Linked DNA regions of Arabidopsis thaliana: region 2 is linked to region 1. A link is a contact called in public capture Hi-C data. All regions are on one chromosome and are shown on one strand. The core of a region is the stretch at or near the end of the contact, and the rest is flanking DNA. Distances in the headings are between cores, read along the strand shown.

Evidence for each region. Capture Hi-C pulls out chosen DNA fragments and counts their contacts.
Region 2: a capture Hi-C map of seedling shows a contact between it and region 1, with 2.2 times the contacts expected there.

The regions. Positions count from the first base shown.
Region 1 is chr1:23,853,241-23,856,436 of TAIR10.1, forward strand. AT1G08667 (a long non-coding RNA gene) reads left to right here and starts at 1,668. Exons shown (of 1, transcript NR_139474.1): 1 at 1,668-1,881. It overlaps NPR1 (regulatory protein (NPR1)), which reads right to left and starts at 2,418. Exons shown (of 4, transcript NM_105102.3): 1 at 1,607-2,418; 2 at 792-1,527; 3 at 480-683; 4 at 1-369. The coding sequence starts at 2,167. The coding sequence ends at 89.
Region 2 is chr1:23,994,209-23,997,404 of TAIR10.1, forward strand. It overlaps AT1G64600 (copper ion binding / methyltransferase), which reads left to right and starts at 1,701. Exons shown (of 11, transcript NM_105135.3): 1 at 1,701-2,165; 2 at 2,243-2,316; 3 at 2,391-2,485; 4 at 2,569-2,669; 5 at 2,771-2,854; 6 at 3,018-3,098. The coding sequence starts at 1,788. AT1G64590 (NAD(P)-binding Rossmann-fold superfamily protein) reads left to right here. Exons shown (of 6, transcript NM_105134.2): 3 at 1-10; 4 at 101-257; 5 at 492-573; 6 at 660-1,301. The coding sequence ends at 992.

The sequences.
Region 1 (3,196 bases), core at 418-2,917:
TGACGCCAACGATAGACATAAACAGTTACAGTCATCATGAAAACAGAATTATATGGTACAGCAAAAATTACACTAAGAGGCAAGAGTCTCACCGACGACGATGAGAGAGTTTACGGTTAGACCTCTTTCCACCGGTTGATTTCGATGTGGAAGAAGTCGAATCTGTCAGGGACGAATTTCCTAATTCCAAATTGTCCTCACTAAAGGCCTTCTTTAGTGTCTCTTGTATTTCCATGTACCTTTGCTTCTTTTGTAGTCGTTTCTCAGCAGTGTCGTCTTCTCCGCAAGCCAGTTGAGTCAAGTCCTCACAGTTCATAATCTGGTCGAGCACTGCCGAACAGCGCGGGAAGAATCGTTTCCCGAGTTCCACTGATGATAAAAAAACAAGGTCAGACAGCAAGTAACAAAACCATGTTTAAAGATCATTTAGTTTTGTTTTTTGTGATAAGGAGTCCGATGAAGTGGGTGAGAATCCATACCGGTTTTAGAAAGCGCTTTTAGTCTACTTTGATGCTCTTCTAGGATTCTGAAAGGTGCTATCTTTACACCCGGTGATGTTCTCTTCGTACCAGTGAGACGGTCAGGCTCGAGGCTAGTCACTATGAACTCACATGTTCCCTTCATTTCGGCGATCTCCATTGCAGCTTGTGCTTCCGTTGGAAAAAGACGTTGAGCAAGTGCAACTAAACAGTGGACGACACAAAGAATAGTTATCATTAGTTCACTCAGTTTCCTAATAGAGAGGACATAAATTTAATTCAAACATATAAGAAATAAGACTTGATAGATACCTCTATTTTCAAGATCGAGCAGCGTCATCTTCAATTCATCGGCCGCCACTGCAAAAGAGGGAGGAACATCTCTAGGAATTTGTTCTCGTTTGTCTTCTTGCTCTAGTATTTCTACACATAGTCGGCCTTTGAGAGAATGCTTGCATTGCTCCGGGATATTATTACATTCAACCGCCATAGTGGCTTGTTTTGCGATCATGAGTGCGGTTCTACCTTCCAAAGTTGCTTCTGATGCACTTGCACCTTTTTCCAATAGAGATAGTATCAATTGTGGCTCCTTCCGCATCGCAGCAACATGAAGCACCGTATATCCCCTCGGATTCCTATGGTTGACATCGGCAAGATCAAGTTTTAAAAGATCTGTTGCGGTCTTCACATTGCAATATGCAACAGCGAAATGAAGAGCACACGCATCATCTAGATTGGTGTGATCCTCTTTCAAAAGCAACTTGACTAACTCAATATCATCCGAGTCAAGTGCCTTATGTACATTCGAGACATGTTTCTTTACTTTAGGTACCTCCAAACCAAGCTCTTTACGTCTATCAATTATCTCTTTAACAAGCTCTTCCGGCAATGACTTTTCAAGACTAACCATATCTACATTAGACTTGACAATAATCTCTTTACATCTATCCAATAGCTTCATACAAGCTTTACCACATATATTAGCAAGCTTGAGTATAACCAATGTGTCCTCTATAACAACTTTGTCTACAACGTCCAATAAGTGCCTCTGAAATACAAATACAAGTACTCAAGTAAGAACATATTCATGAATGTGTAACCATAGCTTAATGCAGATGGTGTTTTACCTGATAGAGAGTAATTAATTCAGGGATCTTGAAGATGAAAGCCAAATAGAGAACCTCCAACATGAAATCCACCGCCGGCCGGCAAGCCACGTGGCAGCAATTCTCGTCTGCGCATTCAGAAACTCCTTTAGGCGGCGGTCTCACTCTGCTGCTGTAAACATAAGCCAAAACAGTCACAACCGAATCGAAACCGACTTCGTAATCCTTGGCAATCTCCTTAAGCTCGAGCTTCACGGCGGCGGTGTTGTTGGAGTCTTTCTCCTTCTTAGCGGCGGCTAAAGCGCTCTTGAAGAAAGAGCTTCTCGCTGACAAAACGCACCGGTGGAAAGAAACTTCCCGGCCGTCGGAGAGAACAAGCTTAGCGTCGCTGTAGAAATCATCCGGCGAGTCAAAGACGGATTCGAAGCTGTTGGAGAGCAATTGCAGAGCAGATACATCAGGTCCGGTGAGTACTTGTTCGGCGGCCAGATAAACAATAGAGGAGTCGGTGTTATCGGTAGCGACGAAACTAGTGCTGCTGATTTCATAAGAATCGGCGAATCCATCAATGGTGGTGTCCATCAACAGGTTCCGATGAATTGAAATTCACAAATTAAAGAGATCTCTGCTAATCAACGAAGAGACCTTATCAACTGGATTTGGTTAAAGATCGAAGATAACCATTGACGAGCAGAGCCAAGTCAAGTCAACGAGAGTGGTGGTGAGATATGAAGAAGCATCCTCGTCCCACGGTTTACATTTCACCAAAACCGGTAAATTTCCAGGAAAGGAATCTTTGTCAGAGATCTTTTTTAAAAAGATATAACAGGAAGCTAAACCGGTTCGGGTTATAAATGTTAGTATTTATACCGGAGACATTTTGTGTTGCTAATTTTTGTATATGAGAAGTTCAATCCGGTTCGGTAAGCCCCTGAACCAAACTAGATTTGGAGATGATATAAATATATAAAATTTATTTTTCATCCGGTTCGTTATTTTCATATAAATATATAAATATTATTTTTTAAATTTAAGAATTAGATTTACATGTGAAAGTTACATTTCTGTTTATTTTCTTTGAAGTAAAATGATAAAGGGAACGTATATTAAGTTTCATGCTTTATTCACATAAGTTTTGTAATGTATATTATATTTTTCGTTTATTGAAAAAGTAATTTTCAGTGTTCAGCATGTTTACACTATAATTAAATCAAGTCGAATATTTCCTGGAACTATTCTCCTTGTTCTATAGCAAATGAAAACGCTCTTCACAACAAAATCATTATAGATATAGGAATAAATTACATTAAAAACATGAAAGTCATAATGAATATATTTTTTTAATTAGGATTTGATTTAAAAACAATTATTGTATACATATAAAAGACTTCTTTAGTTATTTGCCTTCAACTTCTCGTTCTGAATCATGCGATAAATCAGCTTTTTCAATAACTACGACGTAAAAGCAAATTCATAACACGTCTAAACAAATTTGGCTCATCCTTCACTTGATTGGTGTTTTCCGGACTCGATGTTGCTGGAAACTGAGAAGAAGAAGGAATCTGCATAATCACCTCTTGGTTCCTCACCGGTAGACTCATTTTGTTGGAT
Region 2 (3,196 bases), core at 451-2,950, 140 kb after region 1:
AATTATCTCGGTAATTAAGTTTTCATAAATCCATCATTGACTTATAATATATCATTCATTGATTTATATGTTCTCTAATAGTAATTCATGGTGTGTTTAGGCCATTTTCTGCTGACTAAACTGCTGTTAAAGAAGATGATTGAAACGGCGGCACAAACCGGCGTGCAAGGCCGTATCGTCAACGTCACGTCCGTCGTCCATAGCTGGTTTTCCGGTGATATGTTGCAATATCTCGCCGATATCTCACGAAACAATAGGTAATTTTTAATTAGTATAAGCTAGAAAATATCATTCCAATCATATAGCGAATAATTAATCATTGTTTAATAATAAGTACAACAAAAAGGTGATGCGACGACAAAAATAAACGCCGTCGTCCTCTCGTCTTTTTCCTTTATTTAAAATCATATTTTCAGAGAGAATAATAATAGTTTATACTTTGTGACTTGAGTTTGACCCACTAATTATAGCTTTAACTTTGCGTTTTACAGAAATTACGACGCGACTCGAGCCTACGCTCTCTCCAAGCTCGCCAACGTGCTCCACACTGTTGAGCTATCACGGCTTCTCCATGTACGTTATTATACAAATTTAACTATTTGGTAGGAAGTAACAATTTATCTCCTCATTTCTAATAATAAACTACAATATATATGCAGAAAATGGATGCGAATGTGACGGCCAATTGTGTTCATCCTGGTATCGTGAAAACCCGTCTCACAAGAGATCGAGAAGGCGTCGTCACTGATTTAGTGTTTTTCTTGACATCCAAGCTATTGAAGTCTGTTCCTCAGGCAGCAGCTACGACATGTTACGTGGCAACAAGTCCAAGATTGAGGAACGTGTGTGGCAAGTACTTCTCCGACTGCAACGAAGCTAGGTCATCTAAATCCGGGTCATGCAATCTCAAAGCTCAGAGACTCTGGACTGCTTCTGACTTGTTGGTTTCTCCACCTAATTCCACTACCAATCTTTCTCATACCTCCTTTTAACCAACAAACCATCCTAGCTATTTTCTACGTGTAAATCTTAAGCCCTATATATAGTAATATAATTAGCTTTATAATATATATAGTTATAGAAATATATACTATAGATGAAATGGGATGTGTGTGTGTAGTTGTGTTACGTGTGCATATAGCAAGCCTCCCTATATTTAATATGTGGTTATGGTTTGACATTATTGCTAATATATATATATATATATATTACTTAGCTTGTAGGGTTTTGTAATCCTAGCTAGCTAGGTCCTTGTTATGTAATATATACATATATCAATCAAAAACATCACAGAATTTCATAATCTTGATCTTGATACTCTTATAAAAATTTGTTTATTTCTGTTGATCACTGAAATGAAATCATATCCATCCACACAATCCAAATATGGTTCCTTTGCAATATTAGCAACCACTCTTCAAATGGGCCAATAATGCTAGTCACTGCTATAATAAAGGGCTTTTAGGCCCATTAAATAATCATTTGGTCTTTCAAAGGCCCATCACGCTAAGCCCTAGACCCTCCTCCAAAGAATGAAATGAAATCCTATCCACAAGCCTAATTTGGTTCCTTTTCAAAATACATACCAAATTTCGATTTGTCAACAACTCGTCAAATGGATCTCGAATAATCACTAATCACTGCTATAATAAAGGCCTCATTAGGCCCATTATAGAAACATTTGGCTCTTTGAAAGGCCCATAACGCTAAGCCCTAGACCCTCCTCGGAGGCTAAAACCTCTCGGCTCCTCCTGCAACTTCCATTTCAGTTCAAGCTCCGGCTGAAAATGGCGAATGCCCAGAAAGTCTTCACTGTAGAAACCCTAAGATCTGCATCGAAACAGTGTCTCCGCTGCCTAGTCGTCCCCGTCCGTCTCCGCCGCGCTATTAAGAAATATCTCCGCGAGGAAGATGATCCTCACATTAGGAAGAAGGTGCGTCAGTTATCGGAATCATTCCAAGAGATCAAGGACACCAATCTTCAGTTACCTGAAACCACGGCCAAGAGTCTGGCTGATTCTATGAACTCGCTAGAGACCAAACGATGGAAGATACAAACCGTTTATGGAGATAGCGGTCTCCAATACAGAGACGGTGAGACTGCTGCTTACATTGCTTCTCGTATGCCTGCCGTCTTTTCCGTCTGCTATAGAGTCCTCATCGAGGTACTTTCTCATTGGTGATACCATTTGGGATAGTTGTGTAGAGAATTGAGCTTGAGATTTGTTAAATTCTTATATAGATTCGTCGAAGAGTACCAGGTTTTACGCCTACAAGAGTGCTGGATTTTGGTGCTGGCACTGGTTCAGGTTTCTGGTGAGGAGATAGATGTTTCCCTGTTATCTTTGGTAGTTTTATTTTGATTATTGATTCGTTGTAACATCTTGCAGGGCGGTTAAAGAGGTTTGGCCTAAGTCTGTGGAGAAAGTAAATATAGTGGAACCATCTCAATCAATGCAGCGTGCAGGACGTAACTTAATCCAGGGTAATTTCACTTTGATAGTCTCTGGCTAAACACTTGAGTGTAGTGATTGATTCTGATCTTTGCCATTGTTGTGAATATGATAGGCCTTAAGGATTTGCCTCTGATCCATGGGTATACTAGCCTGCTAGCTCTTAATAAAGAGATCAACAAAAAGTCTGAGAGGAAACATGATCTTGTCATCGCTGTGGGTTATCTCTTTTATCACTCGCATTAGCTATGATTCTTGTTTACAAGTTTGTTTTTTTACTGAGCATGTTTTCCAAAAAAAATTCTGTTGTGGTTAAGTCCTATGTGTTAGGGGAGATACCATCTCTGAAAGACAGGATTACTGTGGTTCGCCAGCTCTGGGACCTTACAGATGATCTCTTGGTATGTCTTTGAGTTTTTTCATCTTTCATTCTCCTCAATGACTTCTTTTTATACTAGAACGTGTACTTCTCCTCACATGTTATCTCTGTGTGCACTGTGCATTTTTTTATCTGCTATATGCATTGAGCTTTATGAATTCCTTACATAAATTTTGATTGGACAGGTTTTGGTTGAACCAGGAACGCCACACGGTGCTAATATTATATCTCAGATGCGGTCCCATATACTGTGGATGGAGAAGAGGGTACTTTTCATTTGCTTACACATTTTCATGCTCAAATAATGATCTGTTTCTGTTTTCAGACGTTATTTATTCCTCTTCTGCTTATTTTCAAAGTATTC